Regions from separate parts of the Mus musculus genome. Here all the other regions are linked to region 3. A link is a contact called in public HiChIP or PLAC-seq and Micro-C data. All regions are on one chromosome and are shown on one strand. The core of a region is the stretch at or near the end of the contact, and the rest is flanking DNA. Distances in the headings are between cores, read along the strand shown. Region 1 holds the start of Ociad2 (OCIA domain containing 2). Region 2 overlaps Gm34496 (a long non-coding RNA gene). Region 3 overlaps Fryl (FRY like transcription coactivator).

Region 1 (4,979 bases), core at 426-2,925, 130 kb before region 3:
AGGGTAATTTCTAGCTATTTAAAGCATTTTACTGGAACATTCTGGTGGGAAGTGGATATGCAAATGAGGCACACATACTCCGACACTCAGTGCAGCAAGATGGTGTAGGGTAAATGCCACTTTGAAGGTTTGTGTGAGGTGTAAGGGAGATGGCTCATCTACTTCGCAAGAACACTTAGAAAGCGCAGCTCTGAAAACCACAGCACCACAGGGGCTTATTTCTGACTTCTGGTAACAGAAAATAAAATTAGCAGGCCTACGTTACCTTTAATTTGAGAGTCAAATTGGGTCAAGGGAAAATGAAACGCCACAGGGAGAGTCTGCCGCTGTCTACTAGGGATGGAGAATCAACTAAACCAGCAATATCTTTTTTTTAAAAAAAAGTTATTTTAGTCATGTGTATGTGTGTGCAAGTGCTCACATCTGCCCACAGAGACCAGAGGAAGGAGTCTTGTCCCTTAGAGTGGAGTTTCAAGTTCTTTCAAGCCTAACTCTGGTCCTCTGGAAGAGCGGCAAGTGCTCTTAACCACCCAGCTCTGGAGGGTGGGGGCAGGAAGGTGGAGGCGTAATCAATCTTGTATTGCCAATTTCAGAGGACCGATCTTTAAATGATTAACATGTCTGTATATAGAGCTGAGCAGAAATCTGATCTGGAAGGCCAAAGGACACATTGCTGGGCTTGGTGACCTCCTGAAATGGGTATAAAGTCAACTAAAAGCAAGCAGGGGTGGTGCTTTCTCCACTGTACATTTCCCCAGTGGACTGTTATGGTGATAAGTACCCTGAGAGGACACAACTTTTCCTGAGTGTGAAAGAGAAGAGGGTCTTTTTCCAGCCAGGCTGGAGGCCAGGGTAGAAAAGGCCAGGACAGGGCCTGGAGAGATGGCACAGTGGCTAAGAGCACCTGTTGTTCTTGCAGAGGACTTGGGTTCAGTTCCCAGCACCCGCTTGGCAGCTCACAAGCATCTGTAACTCCAATTCCGGGGGGTGGGGGTGGGGGGTCCCGATGCCCTCTTCTGATCTCTGTGGGCAGCAGGAAATGAACTGTTAGTCACAGGATGTTAGTTTGGACAGAGGGGTGGGTAAGGAAGCCCCGTTGTGGGGGTTAAAGCTAGAAAATATAAGTTGCCTCTGGAATTGCAACTTCCAAATTTCCCCCCTCAGCACTGCAAGACTGGTCAGTCAGTCAGTCTCTGCAGACAGAGCGTCTTTCTGGAAATTCTTGTTCACAACACACACATACATTTACATAGATACACATTCACACATGTATACATGCATTCACACACCACCACTCACATACATGCACACCCTCTCATACTCCTAGACACCATCAAATGCACTAACACACATATACTTACACTCAGTCACATACAATTACATAGACATACATACATACATGTATACGCTCATATATACACTTACCCACACTCACATAATATAGGCACAGGTTTATGCTAACATATATTTACATACATACACACAGAGACACACATATATACTCATATGTGTTCACATATATACTTGCACATTCTCACATACATAGGCACTCATTTATAGTCACACATACTAGGATATACGCGCGCGCGCGCGCACACACACACACGCACGCACGCACACACACACACTCAGTGCCTTCCCCTCATAGGCTAGCCATTGGGAGGGTAAAAGCTTGGCAAAAGAAGGCTAAGGAACCAAGGTGGGCTGTAATTGACTCCCTCGGGGTTGGGGACCCTACCGGGCTGTCCCGGCTGTCCGCAGCACAGTGCTTTTGTTCTGAGGTGAATGCTTAAATCCGCCCAGAGAGGGGGTTCAGGGAAACAGTTGGAGTCGCCTGTGTTTTTGTTGGGAGGACGGAGTCACGTGAAAAACAATGAGGTAGAGTATAGCAAGTGTTAGGAAGAGACTGAGAAGTGGGGGCTTCTGGAAAGTGCTGGATTCTCCCAGTGTCACCAACAGAGAATGAGACTGCAAGTGGGGGCGGGCTGCACTTGCTGAGTCTTGAGCTAGCGACGCGCAGAGGTGCGGGGAGGAGCGAGCGCTGGAAGGAAGAGGAAGGAGGGAAGAAAGGAAAGATCGCCAAGAAAAAAGGTGAGGGGAGAGGAGAGGGGCCCTGGGGTTCGGGTTGGGGCGGTGGGCGTGTGCGGCGCGCGGGAGGGGTGTCTGCAGTCGTGTGTGTGTGTGTGTGTGTGTGTGTGTGTGTGTGTGTGCGCGTGCGTGCGCAGCTCCGCCTCGGTAGCACCCACCCGCACTTGTGAGCCCACAGAGGGTGGTGTGCGGGCAGGAGAGGTGGCCTGGGGCAGTGTCTTTCTCTGCTGGCTTTCCTTCCCGGGTGCTGGGGACTTGCGCAGGCCCTTCACAGACTGCACCGCCGCCGCTCCGCCGTAGCCAGTCTCCAACGCTTGCCTGCCTGGCTCCTCTCCAGGTGCCACCAACTCCTGCGACCCCAAGCAGGGGTGTAGCTTGGAGTTTTGCAGGCAGCCTTCTTGGAAGGGTCTAGCCTTTAAATCTAGCTAGCTGATTCTGGGCCAACCTCCCCTCCCCCGCCACAGACTGGGTCAGGCACCAGACCTGAGAGTGTGTGCGTGTGTGTTCACGCGCATGTGCCCAGAAGGTAAGGCTTGCTCAAAGCAAGCAACTGGGTTCTGGAAGACCCAGCCCACCAACACTGAGGTGTGTGGTTGCTTGCTTCCTGATTCTTGAGATGGCTCTGGGTCTGACTGGGAATTTAAAAAAAAAAAAAAAATCATCTAATTTGCCTATAGGTGGCAAAGATTTCCTAGGGTCTTAATTCCTAGAAAATAAGATGCCCAGAGCCACTCTGACAATTGTTCCCCTACTGTTCAGACACCTATCACTGTGCCCTGGTCCTGTCTTCATTTCTCATCCCCATCCTTGCACAGCTTAAGACTGCTGTGCCCAAGTCTCAGATGACACAGTGGAGGCCCAGACACTTTATATCCCTTATTCCAATTCTCAGGACCTGCAAAGAAAGTCAGAATTAAAACTGGTGTGTTGCAGGACATTGTTCCAGACTTTTAACAATGCACTCGGGTGGCAGACAGATCTCTGGGAGTTTGAGGCCAGCCTAGCCTGCACAGGGAGTTAGAGGACAACGAGAGTGACATAGTGAGACTCTATCTCATGGGGACAGGTGCACACAGTCAGGCTCTTATTACCCTCTCCAGTATCTAACACTGTAGAGCATCATGTTACTCCCCAACAACACTAGGCACCCAAGATGGAATGTACAGGGAGGGGCCCTGGGCTTCTTTTTCTTGCTACTGAGTTACTAATGTAGAAAATACGATTCTATATGAGCTGTCTGTTTTGTAGGAGAGTCGATGGGGCCCAGGACTAGGGAAGAAGATGAGGCTCATGGTCCACTTGGAGAATGTCCATCTTTGCCAGCCCCGGGCCCTGGGATGGAGGCTGATGGCTTCTTCCCTGGTGATTGTCAGTGCTTCCCTCACAGTCATCTCCTTGGCCAATGATCTTTTTATTCGCTCGCCAATCCTCCTTTGGGTTCCGTGTTCACATTTTCCAGTACTCTCTGTAGACGAGTGTGTCCCTGGCTTTAACGTGCATCCCTATGATGGCCATTGTCAAATTCATCTCTCCAGCCTTCCCTAATCGGAAATTCCAGAGCCAGATCCCCAAATACGTTAGTCTTTACTGAATAAAGGGTTTGTACCCAACTACCCCCCAGCTCCCAAGTCCAATATTTCCTAAGCCAAATCTCTCACCTTCATGCGTCTGGAAAAGATCTCAGTTTGGGTCTTGGGTTTCTTATCTAGACAGGTTAATCGCTGTCTAAACATGCCGCCCTGCTCCCGGACTCCCCGACTCTAACCCTTGAAAGCTCAGGAGTACAGTGATGGCTGGGACAGACCTTTATTATTCCCTGTTCTTGCCTCTTGGACCTTCTCCTAGTGAATAACTGCTGACTTACCAGTAGCCCCCCTTTTAGCCTGTGCTCCTCCTACGGTGAGTTTACTTTGGCTTTCATGGCCTCCTTGGCATATCACTGACACTCAGCACACATTTGGATACTTATTAACTTTTAATAACACTTTGAGACATTTTAAAGACCTAGTTTGTAGGCAGTAAAACATGTGCACAATAAAACCCATCACTGTTGGTTAGTGTGGGTCCATGACAGGATGTATAGGTGTGTATTGGGGAGTCTTTAGAAATTGAGATTTAGAGACTAAAGAGACCTAAGTTCAATTCTCAGCACCCACATTAGGAGGTTTAGAGCTGTATATGTGTAACCCCAGCTCCAGGGCATTTGACTCTCTGACCTCCATTAACACTGATACATTATTACAAATTTTAAATCTTTTTTGTGTGTGTGTGTGTGTGGATAAAGGCACTTGCCACCAAGCTTGATAACTTAAGTTTGATCCCCAGAACCCACCCGACAGGAGAGAACTGACTCCTGCAAGTTTGTCTCTGACCTCCGTGTGTATGTGACATAATGTGTCCCCACTACACCCCCAATAATAAATAATTGTTTAAAAGCTCGAGTTTCTACATGGCTGCAGGTTAAGACAGATAACGAAGTGAAAGCAGTAAGTTCTCTGTCAGTGGTGCTGATGTGAGGGGTGATTTGAAGCCTGGGGCATAAACATTCAGACCTGGTGTGTACAGTGAGTCTCTTCTACTTCTCTTAGTCCTCAAAACAAGGAGGATACAGAGCACTCGACGGCAATAGAAGAAAACGCAACAGCGTCATGGCCTCAGTGTCCACTCATGGGAACCAAGAAAAAAGCCCCCACTTGCCGCCACTGAGCAAGCAGGTAAGTTTGAGCTTGAGATTCTGCCATCTGAAGAAAACGGTTACAGGAGACTCTCACTAGAGCCTGTCATTGGTCAATCAGCCACGACTCTGTGTGTGTATGTGTGTTCCTGTACGCAAAGGCCAGGGATTGATGTTCACCATCTTCCGTAGTCAGTTCACATCATTTCCAAAAAAT
Region 2 (4,592 bases), core at 58-2,557, 150 kb before region 3:
TTTTTTTTTTGGTTTTTTGAGACAGGGTTTCTCTGTATAGTCTTGGCTGTCCTGGAACTCACTTTGTAGACCAGGCTGGTCTCGAACTCAGAAATCCGCCTGTCTCTGCCTCCCGAGTGCTGGGATTAAAGGCGTGCGCCACCACCGCCCGGTGATGGCAGCAATTTCTAAATGTGCTGGAGAACCTGGGTGCCTGGGGTCCTTCTGGAGTCTAAGGAATTAAAGAAAGGGTCCCCAGCCAGATGCTCCAATGGGAAAGTGTTGAATTGGACAAAGGAAAGCAGAGGTTCCTACAGCGTGATCTAGCAGAACCTTTCCTAATATACTAATAGAGATTCCGAGTTCTCCAAGTGAAGGTCGGAAAGCCAGCCAGTGGGGTTTCCCAAAGCAGCTGGCCAGTGAAATCCTGTCTCTACGGTGTGAGTGCTGAGAACTGAGACCTCCCCCAGGAAGAGCAGCCATGGTCAGCTTCTGGTCCAGGTCCAGGTAAGTGGATTCACCCACAGGAGTCTGAACCCAGATCCTCTCCTCACCTGCCCAGCCCAGCAGATCAGAGCTACCTACAGTGAGCCTGGGAGGAGGAAGCAAAAGGACAGGGAAAAAAATTCCTCGATCTCTAGGCCGTCAGGACAACAGTTGGAGGGGGCATAGACCAAATTGAATACGGGGGCAAGTTTGTGGGAATGGCTGATTATAATTCCTGAGTCTTAGACATGGAGCATGCAACTCTTGACTTTCTATTTATGTCGGGGGTGGTCCTCCAATCTGGACAGTTCTGGGCTAGTGGTTATTCTGGGGAAAACAAAACACTCAATTCTTTCCATTGTGCCATTCTCCAACTGCTCTCCAGTATTCAAAATGAAAGTCATCCATTTCCCCAAGACCTTTTCCTCAGTAGCCATCCGTGTCTTAAAACCAGGAAGCACAGGTTTGGCTATTCACCACCTCAAGGACTCAAGAACCATCATGTGTGGGCTTTCATTTCCCCAGCCCCGGAAGGTCCTTGTGTTCTCCATCCCTGCCGCGGTCTCAGCTGCAGAGAACACACAGAGTCAAGGAGGAAAATGACAAATGAAATGATGAAAATCAGAGTTCTGGCTGAATGATGCTGCTCTTGAACTCCTAGACTGGGATCCAGGTCTCCATAAGTCCTGTCACCTCTTACCCCAGCAAGTCCATTCTCTGACTTTTTTTTTTTCTGCTCTGTTCTATGTCCCAGGAAGCTGACCTGGGGACCACCTGAGGACATGCCCTTGTCTAAGCAAGCCTTCAGCTTTAGAAAGAATGCACAGGGTGGGGCGGCCAGGTGATGCCCACACATCCATCATGTCACTGAGCAACCCTGGGATGGATCTCTGTGGCAAGGTGATAGTGCTTTCATGTCCACAATTGGCAAGTGTTACATAGAGGGGTGTTTCTCTGTTCCTGATGTAGACATCAGAAAAGACTGGATCTTCACTCTTCCCCGGCTGAGCTCTTGATGGAAAGAGATGGGGCTATTCCAGCTTGAGATTCAAATACTCCCACCTAGACCAGGCTCCTGATATTTTATACAGGGGGGTGTCTGAGACCAAATTACTCATATGGCCACTGTACAATTATCCAACATAGAACACAGGACCAGGCCATTCTCTTGTGAAAGGTGTCCCTTGTAAAGAGTGAACAGTTCAAACTCTGACTCATTCAGGCAAGAGGTTATCTAGAGTAAGCAGAAACAGAAGGCAAGGGAGGAAACACCCTTTTCTTGATAGGGCTGGGGGGGGGGCAGTTGACACAAATCCAATGTATTTGGAAACTTTCAGTAGGAAATGGTCTGTAGCCTGGTAAAGGGAGACTGGGGCTAGCCCTCAACTTGGACTTATTCTCAGACCTCTAGAAAAGCATCCTTAAAATGTATATACACATTGGGAACTAAGAGTTCAAAGCTTAGGCTACAACTCTACCATCCAAGTACAGTGGTAGCAGTGGGATCAATTAGCAATAGGGGACACAATAGAGAAGGATCTCATAGGCCCAGTCACTGACAGGGCCATAGCCAGAGATCCAGGTCATAGTCCCATGAAGCACCTGGGCATCACTTAGAGATCACTAAGTAACATTCTGAAAGAGACTAATTTTCAGTGATGATAATTTCAATTAACAACTGCATATGTGTCCATTTCTGTTGCTATACCAAATAAACCAAGTCTGGAAACTGTATAAAGAAAAGAGGTTCACTGAACACACAGCATTTGAGGCAGGAAATCCAGGGTCAGTCAACCTTAGTCTTTCAGCCTCGATGGAGGGTCTCATGGCAGATGGCATCATGGCTTGAGGGGCTGTAAGAGGAGAGATCACATGACTTTTTTTCTAACAAATCACTCTCACAGGAACAAAAAGGGTCCCAGGATAACTACCTTTATTTATTCCGAGGACAGAGACAGCCAGGAACCAAATGTCCTTGGGGGACGAGTCACATCTAATCATGGCAGGCTGGGTATGTCAGTTTGGACAGTGGAAAGAAGGCATCTCCAATCTTGAGCTACTCAGTTAACATCAACAAGTCAGCTTCAGAGAACACTACTGCCAATCACGTGGTCATCTTTCAGGCCAGGCTCAGCTAGTGTGATTCTAGAATATGAAGGTTCGGGGAGGATTAAAACTCCTGCTTCTGTATTTGAAAAGTAGAGTTAAGTCAATACCCCCAACAGCCAGTGCTATAGATAGAAATCAACCTTTCCACGAGGACCTCTCGCCATCTTGTGTTCTCAAGACACGACGATCGTCAAGGGCATTGTCTGTACTTGATCGGTGGCCTTTGCCTATAATACTCCTTTCATGGCTCTTTCTGGCCAGCTGTTAAGAACAGATCACGAATCATCGGTCTGGGCAGAATGGGAGACAGGTAATTATATCTGGCAATAAAGGCAAGAAATAGCCAGTCATTAGACCCGGGAAGCTATTTCTGTAGCCTCAAACTACAGGATCTGTGTGACATATTCAGGCCACTCGTGAGCAGGCAGCAGAGGGAGGAAAATTTATTCCCAAAGCTGAAGTCCAGGAGAATGTATGCTCAGAGCCAGCACTGGTGTGGGGGAGCTTCCAGCAAGCACCCAGCCAGGGCGCATCAAGTTCCCTCACCCCTCTGGGATTCTGAATAGACACTTCCTAAGTTTCTAGCTCCAGTTTCTCCTTACAACAGATGCAGAATTTATTCACCATTTGGGAATAACAATAACAAAAAATTCAAACAAAAAAACCTCCTAGATGCTTTCATAGGCTTTGCCTGGAGCAAAGCTTGTGACACCCGTGAGAACGTGTTAGGGATGCCCCTGCCTCAGGACCACTGATTCTGATGCTATAGTTCTGACAGGGACCACAGGTATCTGGGATGATTGACCAGCTATTGGGAGGGACAGAAAAGAGCAACAGAGCCCAAGAGATGGCTCAGTGAGTAAAAGCACTTGTCACACAAGCATGGTGGCCTGATTTTGGTCCCCCACCACCCACAGGGTAGAAGGAGAGACAACTCCCACGGATCCTTTCTGTTCCTCACGCATGCCACGTCATTTACATACCCACCCACAAATGTACACGCGCACATAAAAGAAAATGTAAAAAAAAAATATAATTTGAAAGATCTGTGCATAATCTCATAAGTTAATGTCCTTCATTGATTCTCACCCAGCTAAAATAAATAATTGTAGCTCCAGCTTCTGCCTCTCCTCTCAGGGTCTCTGAGTACACCAGCTCAGAGAGGACTGGGCAAAGTCCGGAATGGTAAGGTCCTGGGGAGCGGATTGTTGAATACATACACTTTATTTGGGGTGAGCTAAGGTTTATATAGTTTGAGGGAAGGCATGAGACTATCCGTGGAGGGAAAAGGTCATTGGCTGGAAGCTAAGGAACTAAGACGTCTCATTTGCATAGGGAGGTGGTCCAGGCGCTGGGCTACAGGCCTGACTACCTGTGACCACCTGATTGGGGGTTGCTGAGCTCCAAGGCACGCACAGAAACAGGGAGGAAGCTAGTTCCACTTTTGCTGTTCCCAGGATGAGATTTTAAATCTTGAGTTTTGATATTTCGGGGATTTAAACATGTTCCACCTTGCCAGCTCCTCTGGTGGCATGATCCCTGTGCCCTACAAATAATGGTGCCCATTGTTTTTGTAGATTTTTTCTTCTTGGGTGATCCTCATAAGGAACATTCATTGGCTTTAAGCTGATGCCCTTTTAGTACAGTTAACATGCAAATGACTATATCTTTATTGGGGAAACTTTTGAAGTAGGGTGATTGATAAAAGGAGAAACAAATTCCATAGATTCAACTACGTACGTAAGCATGCTAAACAGGCATATGTTCATATGTCAGATAATAGAAACCAAAAATCAGCAATGTTAATTAGTATCATCCACGAGTAAATAAAAATGCGTCTAGACCTAATTCCATTGGACACTTCACTTTATATATGTCAGCCACCATGACAAGTGAGAATCTACCAAGCTACAATAGAAACTTAGAAGCTCCTTCAGTTATAAACAAGCTCTTCCTTAGATGGTGTTTCCAGTCTTCTACCTTTGCTGTGACGGATGCAAGGAAAATTTTCCATTTAC
Region 3 (4,471 bases), core at 982-3,481:
GACGGAGCGTATTGGCATGAACCTGTGCTTTTCCCGGCCCTAGGACGGCATCGGAAGGATCACCCTCCCGACTGATTTCTAGATTAACAGTGATCCTTTGCGTATTAGTAAGGCAGGTTTACTCGGCCCTCAAGCGGGATTTTGTTTGTATATCAGGGCCAGTCAGCAATGTTTCTTCTGTGACAAGATGGGACGGTTGCTCGTTAGTGATAGCCTGCAAAATGACTTTATTTTTTGTTTAAAAAGAAAAAACCCTTCTCGGTTTCTGCTCATTCACACCTTAGTCCTCTCCTTGTCTCCTTTCCCCCTCTTTCTTCTTCTGAATGAGTCTGCTGCTTTGACTGCATTGTCGTGTCTTAGTATTCCCTAACCGGGCCACTGATGACAGCTGTGTCTGATGAGGCCATTTTTCTGGACTCATAATGGAAATTTTTTTTGTTGAGGGGTGACGTTTGCTGATTTTCTTTTACGTAAGAGTTTTCAGATATTAACCTTTTCGTTGCTTTGGCCTACCTATTGAATTAAAGAACTGCTTTTTGTCTGTTAGTCTTTCTGGATGTAATGAAGGGGATGTGTGGTTATGAAAATTTTGGTTCCTTACCAGATGGGTTTATTTTTGGGATCTGAGATGTAGGAAAGCAGAAACCTTTTAAACCCTTTAAAAAAGCAAAAGGACATATTACAGTGTTTTAAACATTCTGACGTTAGCAGTAGTATCTTGCTTATATTAAGGTCAAACATTATAATGGAAGTTTTATAATGAACTTTGCTTAAGATGAAATTAGGATTTTTGAGACTTAGCTTCTGGGAATAGGATTTTAGAGTTTTCAAAAATGATTTTGAAACATTAGGTGTCCATAGGTAAGAAACAAATTCCCATGTGCTGCTGATCCCCACTAATATTGCTTATGGTTTAGAGTGATAAAGGAAGTTTTTCTTTAGAAAATGGCAAGTCTACAAAGCTGACAAATGCTGTGTAGCTCCTGGTTCGATGGGTTTGTAAAGGCTTCACGAGTAAGATCAACGAGATTGCACTCCAGGTAGGGCTTGTGTAACTGGCAGCCATGCCGAAGAAACCTGCCAAGGTGGGAGACATGAGTCAGGTCCTCCCTTGGCCCTCTCCAAGTCTCCTCTCTGCCCCCCATTTATAGAGCCACACCCGAATTAGTTTTTAGTACAATCACAGTGTGACTTCAGAAGCACGGCCTATTAAAAAGATGGCTTTTGTTTCTTGTTTTCCCAACAACCTCATTTACACATTGTAGAATGTTCTCCCACAGCGAGGTCTAGAAGGATGGTCTGAGAACCGGGTGAGTCATACACTCCAGGGCACACTCTGCAGGGAGACCCCAGTTCTAGTTTCACATTTGCCTGCCCTCCGTGTAGGGTGTGGCTTGATGGTCGGATGGGCTGCTCCCATGCTCTCCTCTGCTCCTGGCGCCCAGTTTCCAGAAGGCCTCAACAGCATTGCTTTACGGCTCACATTTCTCCAATACATCTTCCAGTTAATATTTAATTTTGCCTACTGATTCCAGGGTATGTCAAAATCCTCAGTGAGAAGAGCAACGTAAGCCCAGAAGTGAAGCTGGTCCAGAGACCACACTCGAGGCGTTTATTCAGATGACTGAATTTTAGGACACTGAGCCAAGGACCAAATAGTGTCTCAACACTGAGCGTGGAGTAAGGCAGAGGGGTCCACAGAAGATGACTCGAGTGGACAGGTTTTCATATAAGCCACAGCGACGACAGCTGATCCCTCCAGGGCTAGCCAGGCCCACCCTCCAAGGTGGACGCAGCCGACGTGTGGACAGTCACGGTGTTGAGGCTGTTAGTGGCCTTCTTCAGAAAGCATGTGCTGTAGACTGGAGCTCACATTTAAGAATCATGGCTGAAATGCCACGGCCGCTTCCCTTCATGACAACGTTGGTCCACCAGACTTGAATAATTAGATCTCAACAACAAGGATTGGATTTAGTCTGTGAAATATAAAGTCATCTCTGACTCGCCGGTCACAGCATGGGTTCTTTTAGTTTCTTTGGTTTTGAGAGTTCTGATCACACGAGAACGTATTGGGGTCACAGAATGTGATGTAAATCCACCCAGCAGCGTATTCTGTTAAGAGAGCCAGACGTTCAGTATTTCAGGGTCATTCACCAGTGTTCTTTCTCTCAGTTCCCCTGTCTGTAAAGTTGAACATGTGCAAAGGTTGTGGTTAGCTGGATTAAAATGAAGGCGTGCGTGTGGAGCGCCAGCCGCAGCTCGTCCCGCCTAGTGGGCTGTCGGTGACAGGTGCTGGTTTTCTTGTTGTGCTCTTAATTAGCTTGAATTTCTAGGGTGTCATTTCTTAGGGTGCAGTGAACCAACTCTGAATTCTCCACTCCTGTATTTGTAGCTTTCTTAGACCAAAGTTAGCCACCGTGAAGGGCGGAGTCGGAGGGGTGTTGCTGACTTCCATTCAGGGGTGGGGTGGGGGTTCTCCCAGTTACGGGTTGTGCTCTGTAAGAGGAGAATTCAGTTTTGTGGCATGTTTTTTTTTTTTTTTTTTTTTTTTCTCTATATGGTCAAATGTAGTGACCAAATCAACTCGGAATGTTTTGTTACTAACTTTGAAATTCGTTATTTTCTGTGTAGGGGATGTTGATCTGAATAAATTACTGATTATCTTTTACAAATTTCTAGGGAGGAACCGCTAATCTGTACTCAGCACAATCCTTTCTTTCATAAACGTGGGGAGGAGGCAGCAGCACACAGCCACTTCAGAGGGCAGAGCCAACAGTCGTTATGTAACCTGGGTACATGATAGCCTCTGGCTCTAGGTCCAGGCACCCTGGGGGGCTGTGCTGGGGAGACTTACAGTGAGGTGGTACTGTTTATTGAGCTTGACTATGTAACTTAAAAGGCCTTTAAAGAATCAGCCTCTTGGAGTGGGAGATGAATGTGGGAGGAGTTAAGGGAAGGACTGGGAAGCGAATACGGTCAAAATTAATTGTATGCATCTGTGAACTCTTCAAGGACTTGAAGAATTAGTCTCATCCTCAGCTCTGCACACAGAAGCAAGAAGCATTTGGAGCTCTAAGTTGTTTCCGAAGTTAGTCTCTGTGTGGAGAAGGCTGTCTCCTCTCAAAGACTTCTGCCAGAGCGCCTAAAACACATGCCTATCGATCTTTTGTCCGTAGACCCCTTGAAGGTGGCTCCTGCCGCTAACTGGCACTCATTGTATAGATTCTGGGAGCTCTGTTGGAGAGACACACTGCTCCTGGCTGGTGGGAAGGCCACAGCAGTAGGCAGTTTAGAGATGTCCTTAAGAAGAAGACAGATTCTCAGGCAGCCTGTTTGACCTTGATGTGGCCAGGGATGACGGAGTCCCAAGTCTCCACCTCTCAGATGCTGGTTTGTGTGTGGGTACCAACATGTGTGGTCCTGGGGATCAAATCAAGCTAGGGACTCTGTGCGTTCTGGCAAGTGTTCTGCCAACGGAGCTATATTCCCAGCTGTGAAGATACATTTCTGCTTTAACAACCCTTGATATCTAACACTCCCTCCACCTCCCTACCCCCACACTCACCATCTATAGGGCATCCTGTTATTCTCCCCTCCCCTCCCCTCCCCTCCCCTCCCCTCCCCTCCCCTCCCCTCCCCTCCCCTCCCCTCCCGTCCTTCTTTCATTCTTTCACCAATGCAAACTTTTTATTTGTTTATTTATTTTTTATTTATTATTTTTTTTTTCGAGACAGGGTTTCTCTGTGTAGTCCTGGCTGTCCTGGAACTCACTTTGTAGACCAGGCTGACCTCAAACCCACAGAGATCCACCTGCTTCTGGCTCCTGCTGGGATCAGAGGTATGCACTCAGCAATAGTCTATGACTTAAAAGCCTGTTTTGGTTAGGAGCAGCAATTCACATTTAGAAAGGGAGACTGAGTCCGATCAGGGCTTTAGAGTTGCCCCCATAAAATTAATGTTTGGAAATTGCAGAAACATCTTCACTTGAAGACCAGAAGTCACATTTTTTTGGGGGGTGGTGGTGGTAAAATTCTAGATGTTTTCCAGGCAGTTTAATGTAAAATGTCAAGGTCACAGAAAAGGTTATAGAAAAGTAAATTTGTGTTGTAATTTTCAGGAGGTGATATGAAATGTTGTGTTCATATTTTTATACAATCACAAAACTACAAGGAATAGCCTTATTGTTCTTATCAAACATGATTGTGGATACAAATCAAGAACTCTTAAGTAGAGTTCCCTGTCCCTATGCAAATTAGCCCATAAGTGTACTGGCTAGTTTTGTGTCAACTTGACACAGCTGGAGTTATCACAGAGAAAGGAGCTTCAGTTGGGGAAATGCCTCCATGAAATCCAACTGTAAGGCATTTTCTCAACTAGTGATCAAGGGGGAAAGGCCCCTTGTGGGTGGAACCATCCCTGGCTGGTAGTCTTGGTTCTGTAAGAGAGCAGGCTGAGCAAGCCAGTAAGTAAC

The links. A called contact is a pair of places that touch in the nucleus more often than the background predicts. HiChIP or PLAC-seq counts read pairs in DNA pulled down with a chosen protein or histone mark.
Region 1: an H3K27ac HiChIP or PLAC-seq map of embryonic stem cells shows a contact between it and region 3, with 8 read pairs. The contact joins the promoter of Ociad2 here to the enhancer-like site in region 3. A contact is called at or near these places in 3 of 39 promoter capture datasets (embryonic stem cells and macrophages), 1 of 484 Hi-C or Micro-C datasets (embryonic stem cells), 3 of 115 datasets of contacts at active chromatin or transcription factors (embryonic stem cells and pancreatic cancer cells) and 4 of 9 other capture datasets (adipose tissue, liver, macrophages and 1 more).
Region 2: a contact with region 3 is called in a Micro-C map of the G1E-ER4 cell line. The contact joins two enhancer-like sites. A contact is called at or near these places in 1 of 39 promoter capture datasets (embryonic stem cells), 1 of 15 datasets of contacts at CTCF or cohesin (the NIH/3T3 cell line), 23 of 484 Hi-C or Micro-C datasets (the BV-2 cell line, the G1E-ER4 cell line, the HL-1 cell line and 12 more), 9 of 115 datasets of contacts at active chromatin or transcription factors (T-cell acute lymphoblastic leukemia, embryonic stem cells and stem cell-derived neural progenitor cells) and 1 of 9 other capture datasets (embryonic stem cells).

What each region holds. Positions count from the first base shown.
Region 1 is chr5:73,335,643-73,340,621 of GRCm38.p6, reverse strand. Ociad2 (OCIA domain containing 2) reads left to right here and starts at 1,675. Exons shown (of 7, transcript NM_026950.4): 1 at 1,675-2,091; 2 at 4,677-4,802. The coding sequence starts at 4,737.
Region 2 is chr5:73,361,431-73,366,022 of GRCm38.p6, reverse strand. It overlaps Gm34496 (a long non-coding RNA gene), which reads right to left. Exons shown (of 5, transcript XR_377015.2): 3 at 2,715-2,835; 4 at 2,397-2,610; 5 at 2,257-2,318. Among named protein-coding and RNA genes, the nearest start is that of Gm34583, 7.2 kb to the left of the region's middle. Within about 2 kb of position 1,307, at least 23 of the 459 cell types and tissues checked have an H3K27ac peak or open chromatin away from gene starts, as enhancers often do. A contact at or near this core is called in the G1E-ER4 cell line, where this site is marked.
Region 3 is chr5:73,207,716-73,212,186 of GRCm38.p6, reverse strand. The region is part of intron 2 of Fryl (FRY like transcription coactivator); the gene reads left to right. Among named protein-coding and RNA genes, the nearest start is that of Fryl, 47 kb to the left of the region's middle. Within about 2 kb of position 2,231, at least 77 of the 459 cell types and tissues checked have an H3K27ac peak or open chromatin away from gene starts, as enhancers often do. A contact at or near this core is called in the G1E-ER4 cell line, adipose tissue and embryonic stem cells, where this site is marked.